2 separate regions of the Sus scrofa genome follow, and region 1 is linked to region 2. Evidence: chromatin contacts called from public promoter capture Hi-C data. All regions are on one chromosome and are shown on one strand. Each heading gives the region's core, a stretch centred on a gene start, on an enhancer-like site or on the middle of the called end of the contact. The rest is flanking DNA. Distances are from core to core; before and after follow the strand shown. Region 1 holds the start of CHCHD1 (coiled-coil-helix-coiled-coil-helix domain containing 1). Region 2 holds the start of MRPS16 (28S ribosomal protein S16, mitochondrial).

Region 1 (5,368 bases), core at 1,694-4,193, 430 kb after region 2:
AGAAAGAATACTATGTATCTTAGAACTACCCTGGTTGTGATGTTGTATTAATGAATTATCACTAGAGAAGTTTCATAGCTTATCAATATATCTGGTTTAGTATATGTGTGTATCTGTATACACACAAATTTACCAACATATAAATACGGTTGCAAAGACAAGAGGAAGATTTTATGACTTCAGTATAGACTGTGTATAAATAACCTTGTCCTTATATAAGGTTTTGTTTGTTTTTATTATTTTGAGCAAAATGCTAAGCTATTCTGTGTATGATGATAACAGTTTGTGTTTAAATTTAAGAAATCTAGCTCTTTATTTAACATCAAAGCCAACATCATGTTTAATTTTTTTAAAATGACACCTACTTTGAATTCAGTAAAGATCTATAGAGAATTTATATAACTTTAGGCTGGCATGAAACTATATAATATCCCACAAAATGGAAATCCTACAACAGAACTCCCAATAAACATTTTGTTTATATATGAGATGCTTCAATAACTAGGGTCCCACACTTATCGTGACACCTAAAGATGTGGCCAAGGAAACCTATTTAGGCTGGGTTTCACTGCCAACGTGGTTCTTTTTCCAGTTTATTTAATAAAAAATGCTTTTCATAAGAGCATGGAAAGTTTGCTTACCCAGTTTGGACTTTCACAGAAAACAAGAGGAGGGGAAGACCTTCAAAAATACTTCTGTTAAAATTTGATATAGTAGAGACCCTTACAAAAGAAGTCAAATTCAGGACTCTGATTTCTAAGCCTGCACTCTATTTAAATGCTGATGCTGGTTTATAGAATGCAAAATACATATTACAACCATGTGCAAACTAATGTTCAGACTCAAATTTCATTATGTGCAATAAAAATGGTAAGTGATGGTTATGCAAGGGGTAGAATCATCCTTTCCTTTCCTGTCTAATTACACCAATTCACATTGGCATTACTTTAGCACTTTTATGTATAAAGTAGGCCAGTTGTTTATGAATGATTGTGGCCAGAGACTCATGCCTGCTTTGTGACCAGTGCTCCCCACACTTTCTCCTTTATTCCCTATTACCACAGAAGTATTCATAAAAGAGCAGGGAAGGCCAGGTGCTACGGGTCCACAAGGGAAGGCAGCACCAGAAATAGCCACCTAGCTATCCAACTAAAGGCTTCTCTTTCTCTACAGAGAAAGCAAGCAATGTGAATTTTCGCTAGTTTGTGACCCAGCCTGCATTCTGTACAGCAGCAGGCTTGGGGTTATTGGTGGTAGAAGTGTCTGATAGGAGTCAGCTTTATTTGTGTTGCTGGAGTCAGGGTGGAACTTGGGGCTGATGCCCTTACTATTCCCAGGTGTTGCTGTTTTCTATTGTCTCAGGTTTCATTTTGTATAATAAATGGCTTCTTTTGAAACAGTGTCTTTTGCTTGGTTTTATTTCTGGCTGTGATAAAGTTGGAGACTTGGAAAAATACTTAAAACATTTGTTCATTTAACAAGCATTTACTGGCACTACTCTAGGCACTGGGGATTAAGCACTGAACAAGATAGACAAGGTCTATTCTCTTCCGGTGCTTACATTTTAAATGGGTGTTGGGGGTAAGGCTGTAAATGAACAGTAAGGGAACAAGACAATCCAGACTATGATAGGTGCTGTGAAGAAAATAAAACAGCTTGATAGTGGTTTGGATGGAAGTCAGGGAAGTCCTGACAAACTGAGACTCAACAGAAGAAAAAGAACCAGCCATGCAGAGATAAATGGAAAGATTCCAGACATCTGTGATAAGTGATTTTAGCATACTAAATTTACACAACCAAATTAAGTATTGCTCTCCAAAGTAGTCATCTTAAGAACTACAAGTTTGTACAAGTTGTGCTTCCATTACATGGTGCTCATGTATAAATATATGCCTTGAGAATCAGCGGTACGTCTTTGTAAATCATTTTGGGAGGTGGGGGGTGGGGGGGGAGTCAGAACCAAGTCTGATTAAAGCTAGGCATCACAAGGAAGGACAAAGTCTATAAATAGGAATGATACTACTAAGTATCTTCAGAGAATTGGGAAGAGGATTAAGTAAAACAATGTATGCAAAAGTCCTTAAACCTTTCCTTACCCAGTGAGATCGATATAAATGAGCAAACGATTTCTGAACAACAGTAGCTGCTGAAGTAAATGAGGGCTAATTTTTCTTTGCGGCTTCTGGGGTGGTTCCAAACGTAGTCAAAACCAACAGTTCTTGAAGGTTTATTAAAATCATTCCTAGAGTTCTGACCCTGGCGCAGCGGCTCCCGCCAGCTGAGGAGGTGCGGGTTTGATACCTGGTCTGGAGCAATGAGTTAAAGGATCCGGTGTTGCCGCAGCTGCAGCTCGGATTCAGTCCCCGGCCTCGGAACTTCCCTATGCTCCGGGTGTGGGCTTTTTTTTTTTTTTTTTTTAATAGTAATAATAATTCCCAATTTAGCATTTTTCAGTCTCCCAGTTTTATTTGCTCCCATCCTCTCTGCCCTTGCTTAGGTCAATCTTTTTTTTTTTTTTTTTTTTTTTTTTTTTTTTTTTGGTGATGCGCCCGCTGCAGGCGGAAATTCCTGGGCCGGGGGAACGAACTCCCACCATAATAGTGGCAAGGTGGATCCTTAACCCACTGAGCCACCAGGCAACTCCAATCACCTTCTAATCCAGCCGGTTACCACTCGAAACTAGAGTCCGTTTATCAGTGTTTCCTGGGTGTTCCCGGTCCAGTACTGCCCCAAGACTTCAGGGCCCACAAGAGTGGCCTAGGTCAGCAGACGAGTCCCAAAGATTCTCCTCCCAACCTGCACATCGGTCTCTATTAAAGCAGGTCAGAACCCAGCAGCGCGGGTGCCCCGCCAAGAAAACAAAGCGGTGCATGCTGGGCGGGAAAGGGAGCCTCCTAGTTTCAGGAAGCTCGTAGGGTCACGCAGGGTCACGCACGGCGCCGCAGAGCCTGCCGGGAGCTCGCTTTGCAATGGCGACTCCCAGCCTGCGGGGTCGACTAGCACGGCTTGGAAACCCACGGAGGCCTATACTGAAGCCCAACAAGCCCCTCATCCTAGCCAATCATGTCGGGGAACGGCGCCGGGAGAAGGGCGGTGAGCAGTCGGAGCCGTGGAGGCCCTAGAACGGAAGCCGGAGGAGTGCAGGGGGCCGCTGGGTGGGAGGGCCGGAAGGTAAGGGTCTCCTTGTGATTGAGGGTCCTTCCCGTTCTCCACCAGAGGCGACCTGTATCACGGAGATGTCAGTAATGATGGCTTGCTGGAAGCAGAATGAATTCCGCGACGAAGCGTGCAGAAAAGAGATTCAGGACTTCTTCGATTGTGCTTCGAGGGCTGAGGTGACAGGAGGCTCCTGGGGTGCCCTCTTGGGAGGAGAATGGGGTATACAGTATGGTTCTTACTGCCTCTTGCTTGGTGATAAGAAAATTCTTCTCCCTCAAAAAGGGCGAGAAAAGTTTTTGGGATCTACTTGACTCATGCCAAAGTGCGAAAGTTTACAATTTTGAAGGCATCGTGATCTTGAGCGATTTGTTTTACTGCTTTTAGCTTTATCAGATGCACAGTGAGGTTAATATTCATATCTGCCTTAAAGAATTTTGTGAGTGTTAAGTGAAGAAATGAATGGGAAAACCACATTGTAAAATTTAAATTGCTGCTCAAATAGACATTATTCTCCCAAGTGAACTAAAGATAGGAAAGGACAGTTTATTTGGTTTCCAGCTTAGATTTAATTGCCAGCTGGATGATGGCTTCAGATCATACAGTCATTCATGGTTCCCAAGTCCTTTTGATGAAAGAGGACTGAGAAGATGACGCAGCTCTCCAGGCTGGTTAATTTCTCAGTGTGATTTGGGGTGTTGTGAGAACTATTAGCTTAGGTCAGGGCCAACTTTAGAGCTGTCATTTTAATTTTTGTTCTGTGTTTTCAGGCTGCCCGAAAGATGAGATCAATCCAGGAGAACCTGGGAGAGTTGGGGAGTTTACCCCCCAAGAAATTGAATAAGTTGTTACATAGGTTTCCTAACAAACCTCATGTCAGCTGAAAATGGAGAAGCATTTTCAATGACTGGACTGTAGCTTCTGAGAACTATGCAGAGGCTTTTTAGAGATATTTGCATTGTCACACGTTCTTTTTGAAGAGTGGAAGGACGCGAAACACTTTTTTTTAACCCTTTGGAATCATTATGTGGATGGAAATTATATTTTATGTTGAAATAAAATCCCCTGAAGAGAGCTTGGCCTTTTGTTGTGGATTAGGTATTCCCACTATAGTTGAGTCCTGTGTTCTCCCCTACACTCTGGAAAGTCTTTGCTCTGTAATTTGCACCAGGGTCAAGACAAAAACCTTTATACCACTTAGTGTCCTTGCCTTTGTATGCAAAGGATGCATAAGGATGTTGGAGTCTGTTTATATGAAGAGCTTTTTTGCCATTATCTGTAAATACTCACTGACTATCTGTGCATAGCCACTGCAAGGTGCTGCCAGGATAATCAGAAGTTCACAAACTGGTGACCCAGAGGTTTTGGAGATGTATTTTATTTGGCCCACACAATTAAAAGTTTGTTTTTAAATTAGCAGACCACATTCAAAAATTCAGTATCATAAAAAATCCACTTTGGCTGGGGGTGTGGCCAAAAAAATATGCTTTTTAGCTTTTTTTAAAAAAAATCAGGAGTTCTTGGAGTTCCTGTTGTGGTGCAGCAGAAACAAATCTGACTAGGAAACATGAGGTTGTGGGTTTGATTCCTGGCCTTGCTCAGTGGGTTAAGGATCTGGCGTTGCTGTGGCTGTGCTGTAGGTTGGCAGCTGTAGCTCCGATTCAACCCCTAGCCTGGGAACCTCCATATGCCATGGTGTGGCCCTAAAAAGCAAAAAAAAAAAAAAAAAAAAAAAAATCAGGAGTTCTCTTGTGGGACAGAGGGTTAAGGATCTGGCATTGTCACTGCTGTGGGTCAGGTCCCTTCTGTGTTCGATCCCTGGCCCAGGAACTTCCACATGCCACAAATGCGGCCAAAAAACAAAGAAAAATCCAAAAATCTGGTAACCTTTTATTTCCCACATGGAAATAAAGAATCAAATAGAGCTGATTATCATTAGTTTCCATTCTCCAGTGATCTAGCCACAGGACTCTCAAATGGTGAGACTGAGGCTTAATCGGCAATTATCTTCTTTGTTTATCACCTGTTCACTTCTCTCTATGTTACTACCTGGTTGCTGACAACATTTTTGCGACCTCCTGATATTAGAACAATTGAACAGTATTTTTTGCATACTTTGCCCTTTCAATCATAACTGAGTTAACTTTTTCTATGTACTTTACAGCATTAAATGCACAAAGGGGTCAGTGGGGGTTTTAAAGCTCCAGTAGGA
Region 2 (5,283 bases), core at 1,778-4,277:
GAATCACATTTGCCTCTGCTCTACCAATTGAAGTTTCTCTGAAGACCTCAAACCAGGGTAGATTATTATCTAACTTCCAGACTTCTGTGGTTTCCAAAACATTTCTCTTTCCTAGATCCAAGATACAACCCAACTAAAGTCAGTTCCTCTCTGCCTGTCCTGCCTTCAAAGTCTCCTCAAAGCAAGTGGAGGCCAAACAGTGACAACCCTGGCAGAATTTGTGACCCCCAGATTTTGAGGTGGCTGATAACTATTCACAGAATATAAAGCCCAGAGAATAAAATAAGTCGGTACACTGATAGAGCTTGAGAATCTCCTCTATAAATCTTCTATATTTTAATCTTACACAGAATATAATCCTTGCTACAGTTCTGGTGGAACAGATAATGTATTTGGGGTTTGTTTTCTTTTTTTTTTGTTTTTGGCACAACTAGTCATTTACATTACCAAATCATGATACCTAAACCTGATTCTATCACTGACTTTTTAAGTGGACTTTTGTAAAGCCCCTCATTTTTGCTCAATTCCTCCACCACTGACAATATAACATGTTGGAAAAGGACTCCAGGTAGGCACACTGAGGGTTGACTCTTAGCTCTGCCCATTATTAAAACTATGTGGCCTTCTTCCAAACCTCAGCTTCCCCACCTATAAATTGGAGATAACCCTACCTAACTTCATGATACCTTGTAATTCTCAAAAATAATCTTGCATGGAAAAGGCCTAGAATGTATGTAGGTACTTTACAACATTATCTTTCTTTCAGCTATTCATTCTTAAAAAGTAGCCTAAAAGCTCATAACAAACCTACCTTGGAAGTAACTGTGTTCTTGAGTTGGTGGGATGATCGCAAATGATTACAGGAAGAATTACTTGGATAGGCCATGAACATTCTGGTTGGCAGCTTTGAAACAGGGAAGTCTTGGAAGGCAGCAGGCTAAAAAGTTGTCCAATAGAGGCAGAATCCAACCCACCCCACAACCACTATTTTCCCCAGATGAAGGCTGAAAAAGCTAATTAGTACCTATACCAGCTTTACGTCAATCAAGAACAAACCTTCCCTGAGCCCTGTTCAGGCCAGAAAAGCATGGGTGACTTTAAAAACTACATTTATTAACCTCTAAGTCTAATAAAACTAAGAGTTCTGCACAAATGTTTTAATTGGACTTAAACTTATTTCCACTGCTACACTCATTTAAGTCAGCTCGCTTTTGTTTCTGTAGCCTCTGTATCTGTTTTCTGAGACGCTAAGAGGACTTCTCGTGCCCGTTTCCGTCGCAGTCTCTCAGCATTTGTGATCATCATGGGATGCAGAGGGTAAAAGCCAGAAAGACCTAAAAGTAACAGGATTTTCATTCATTATAACAATACAAGTTAATGTTTCCCTGGAAACTCAGCCTCACTGAACTGAAGCCTAACAAACTGAAGAGCATAGATTCAAAACAAGCTCTTCACTTGCCAAAATGTTTTACCTCTTCCCCCCAACTCCCTTCTTCCCATTTACTGCAAGAAGACAATGGATAGGAGTTCTCGTCGCGGCGCAGTGGTTAACGAATCCGACTAGGAACCATGAGGTTGCAGGTTCAATCCCTGGCCTTGCTCAGTCGGTTAAGAATCCGGCATTGCCATGAGCTGTGGTGTAGATCACAGACACCGCTTGGATCCCAAGTTGCTGTGGCTCTGGCGTAGGCCGGCGCTACAGCTCCGATTAGACCCCTAGCCTGGGAACCTCCATATGCCACGAGAGCAGCCCTCAAAAAAGCAAAAAGACAAAAAAAAAAAAAAAAAAAAAAAAAGACAATGGATACTGTCTACTTCCTAACACTATTCTCCTTACTTGATAAAAAAATCAACTGACAGAGATCCATTCAAGATACACCATTCCCAATTTTTAGCATAAAAATCTCAGTCACCCATAAAGTTTCACAAAAGGAGTCCACAAAAGGGGTCTCCAGGTTCTAAACGGCAATTAATCAATTTCAGTTCTCACGCCAATCCTCATTAGCCTGGAGATAATGAAAATCGTTCTGAGTTCCCATGATTTTGGAATTGACTTCATTTTAAAATCCTCTCAGAGGTAAGACTAGTACAGAGTTAGTTACCCAGGAGCTTTTCCACAGGCTTAGAGAGGTGGGCCCCACAGCCAATCCAATGTCTGATCCGGTCGAAGTTGAGAGCTACGAGTTTCTCTCCATGACTGTTGGGCAGCGGATCATAGGAGCCCAGCTGCTCTACAAAACGGCCATCCCTGGGACACTTGCTGTGAGCAGCCACGATGCGGTAGAAAGGCCGGTTGGTACAGCCACCCAGGGCAAGGCGGATGGTTAAATGGCCTCCACGGTAGGCCCTGCACAGAACAGTAGCTGTGGAGAAATAAGCAGTTAAGACACAAGAACTGAGGGCACAAAATGGACTAAATGAGGCAGATGAAACAACTCCCTTCCTCTACTGAAATGTCCTTATTTCCAACCAACTCTTGTCAATCTGTCGAGATACCTTTTTTTCTTTTTGTCAAACTCCTCTCATGCGCTCCAGCTAGAAAGGACCTTCCTCCTCACCCTCTAGTGCACTCACCACAGGTCTGCCATTTACTGGCTCTGTACCATGTCGGAGCCCAGCTGCCTCAAATATATGATGAAAACCATTTATTTCACAGAGTTTCCGCAAAAATTTAAACACACACACACACACACACACACTCACACAAAGGGGAGGATCAAACGTGTGGCAGTTTGTTTCAGGCTGGCTTGCCTCCAACTAGCCCAGGAGAGCGCAGCTTCACGCTATCCCCCATGCCTCCTACCCGCTCCACCGCCCAGAAGGTCTCCCGGGGCCCCTATCCACTCACTGAGCTGGACCATGGCGCAGCCAGAGGGCGCCGGGGCCTGTGCGCCAGTTCCGGCCGATCGGCTCTACGGTCAAGGACTGCACGGCGGACAGACAGGAAAGGTCAATGCCCCCGAAGCCCCGACCTCACCCCTCAGCGACCCCAGCCTGGCTCCCCGGTGCCGGAAGCGAATGGCCCATTTGCCCCGCCTCTTCCGCTTTTTGCCTCTATGGTGCCGGTAACGCCGCACGCAGAACTCAACGCGCCTTTACTGCCTCCGGAAAGGGGCAGCCAAACCCTGTGCGAGCGCCCGGCTCCCTCTGGCTGTGGGTCCCTGCTGGAGGGAGGAATATGGGGAGAATACCGAGAGCGGCTGAGAGGTGCTAAACTGCTCTACAAATCCATCCTGCCAGCAAACTTTCTTTTGAGCACGTTAGGGCCAAGGTGCAGTGCTGAGATCTCAAAGATGAAAGGGTGCTGTTCCTGCCCCAAGGAAGCTGACGGTCTGGTGTGGGGGAATTATATGTAAAATATATATATATAATTCTTTTTATTTTTTATGGTGTTTATTTTTTCCATTATAGTCGGCTTACAGTGTTCTGTCAATTTCTACTGTACAGCAAGGTACCCAGTCGTACCTATATATTCTTCTTGCATTATCCTCCATCATGTTCCATCACAAGTGACTAGATATAGTTTCCTGTGCTATACAAGCAGGATCTCATTGCTTATCCACTCCAAATGCAATAGTTTGCATCTATTAAAAATATATAATTCTTAAATGACTTCAGTGTACCTTAATTCCAGAACCACATAGAATTCAAAACCTCTTATTTAGATTTTTATTGCCACCCGGTTTACTGTCAACCAGTAAAACTTCCAGTAACATAGCCATCCAGTATGATACCCAATGGAAATACATGAATGAGTTTCAATTTATGTTGAAGATCTTTTTTTAACTCATCCACAGCCCTCATATGGTGAAACATCCAGGATTTAATTTCTCTGAGAAGGAAAGGAGCTTAGCATCCCATACAGAAAATTCTTCAGGTGGAAGATGTCAGAAAGATGGATTTCCAAAGCCAACTGTCTCCTGTACTGTGTGGATCTCTGCAAGCAGATTCTCATCTTTCAATTTCAGCTGCATGAGAGGAGGATAGGAAGGACATAGGTCATGCCTGATATACCTATGTAGAGACCTCTTATTTTCAGAGCCACAGCTAAATTCCATCCTTGGGGTGGAATTGACTCTTCTTATATTCTCTGTTTCATGGCAACTCCATTAAAAAGAACTCAGGGAGTTCCCGTCATGGCGCAGTGGTTAACGAATCCGACTAGGAACCATGAGGTTGCGGGTTCAGTCCCTGCCCTTGCTCAGTGGGTTAACGATCCGGCGTTGCTGTGAGCTGTGGTGTAGGTTGCAGACGCGGCTCGGATCCTGCGTTGCTGTGGCTCTGGCGTAGGCTGGCGGCTACAGCTCTGATTGGATCCCTAGCCTGGGAACCTCCATATGCCGCGGGAGCGGCCCAAGAAATAGCAAAAAGACAAAAAAAAAAAAAAAAAGGAACTCAGAACAGTATGCTGCTTACATGGATGTGTTCACGTTTTGAAAATTCATAACGTGAACACTCACAACCTGGGCATTTTTTTTTTTTTTGTAAAATAATGTTTATTTTTAAAGGAGTTTCTACTGTGCCTCAGCACGTTTAGAACCCCACTAGTATCCATAAGGACGTGGGTTCAATCCCTGGCCTCGCTCAGTGGGTTAAAGATTCAGTGTTTCCACAAGCTGTGCTGTAGGTCACAGACGCAGCTTGGATCTGGTATTGCTGTGGCTCTGGTGTAGGCTGGCAGCTGCAGCTCCATTTCAACCCCTAGCCTGGGAACTTCCACATGCCGAAGGTGTGCCCCTAAAAAGAAGGAAAAAAAAAAAAGAGTTCACCATATCACCCATATCTTGACCAATGTGTAATATTCCCATATGGCAAATGAGAGAAAGAAATCAAAGACATTAGATCTAAGTTTAATTTTAAAATCTAAATGTGTAGTAGACACATTTGTTGCCTACTGAAAACATTCTTTTACTAACAAAATCTTCATTTTCAGGGAAGCAATGTAGCCAGCTAAAAAGCCACATTTCCTGCTTTCCTTGGAGCGAGGGGAATTTCAATTTTGGCCAAATTTTTACAAGAAATGTAAAAGCCATGTCTCTTTAAAAGTAGGTGAAATAGTTAGCATCACCCCTTTGTTCTTTCCCCACTTTGTTCAAATTACTTGCAATCACAACTGATAAACTAGACCAGGAGTTGGCAAATGATGGCTCATGAGCCAAATCCAGCCTGCTGCCTCTTTCTGTAAGTAAAGTTTTATCTGAAACACAGCCATGCTCATTTGTTTGTGTATTGCCTATGGCTGTTTTTGCACTACAAGGACAGAGTATAATAGTTACAATAGAG

Evidence for each region. Promoter capture Hi-C pulls out the DNA fragments that hold promoters and counts their contacts.
Region 1: a contact with region 2 is called in a promoter capture Hi-C map of liver, with 2.3 times the contacts expected there. The contact joins the promoter of CHCHD1 here to the promoter of MRPS16 in region 2. A contact is called at or near these places in 2 of 5 promoter capture datasets (fetal liver and liver) and 1 of 2 datasets of contacts at active chromatin or transcription factors (alveolar macrophages).

What each region holds. Positions count from the first base shown.
Region 1 is chr14:76,504,375-76,509,742 of Sscrofa11.1, forward strand. CHCHD1 (coiled-coil-helix-coiled-coil-helix domain containing 1) reads left to right here and starts at 2,944. Exons shown (of 3, transcript NM_001190155.1): 1 at 2,944-3,093; 2 at 3,217-3,335; 3 at 3,927-4,886. The coding sequence starts at 2,970. The coding sequence ends at 4,040. FUT11 (alpha-(1,3)-fucosyltransferase 11) reads left to right here. Exons shown (of 3, transcript XM_001928248.5): 3 at 1-1,402.
Region 2 is chr14:76,071,612-76,076,894 of Sscrofa11.1, forward strand. It overlaps MRPS16 (28S ribosomal protein S16, mitochondrial), which reads right to left and starts at 3,028. Exons shown (of 4, transcript XR_001301010.1): 1 at 2,849-3,028; 2 at 2,103-2,363; 3 at 812-1,334. It overlaps CFAP70 (cilia- and flagella-associated protein 70), which reads right to left. Exons shown (of 27, transcript XM_013983341.2): 27 at 3,658-3,968. The coding sequence ends at 3,888.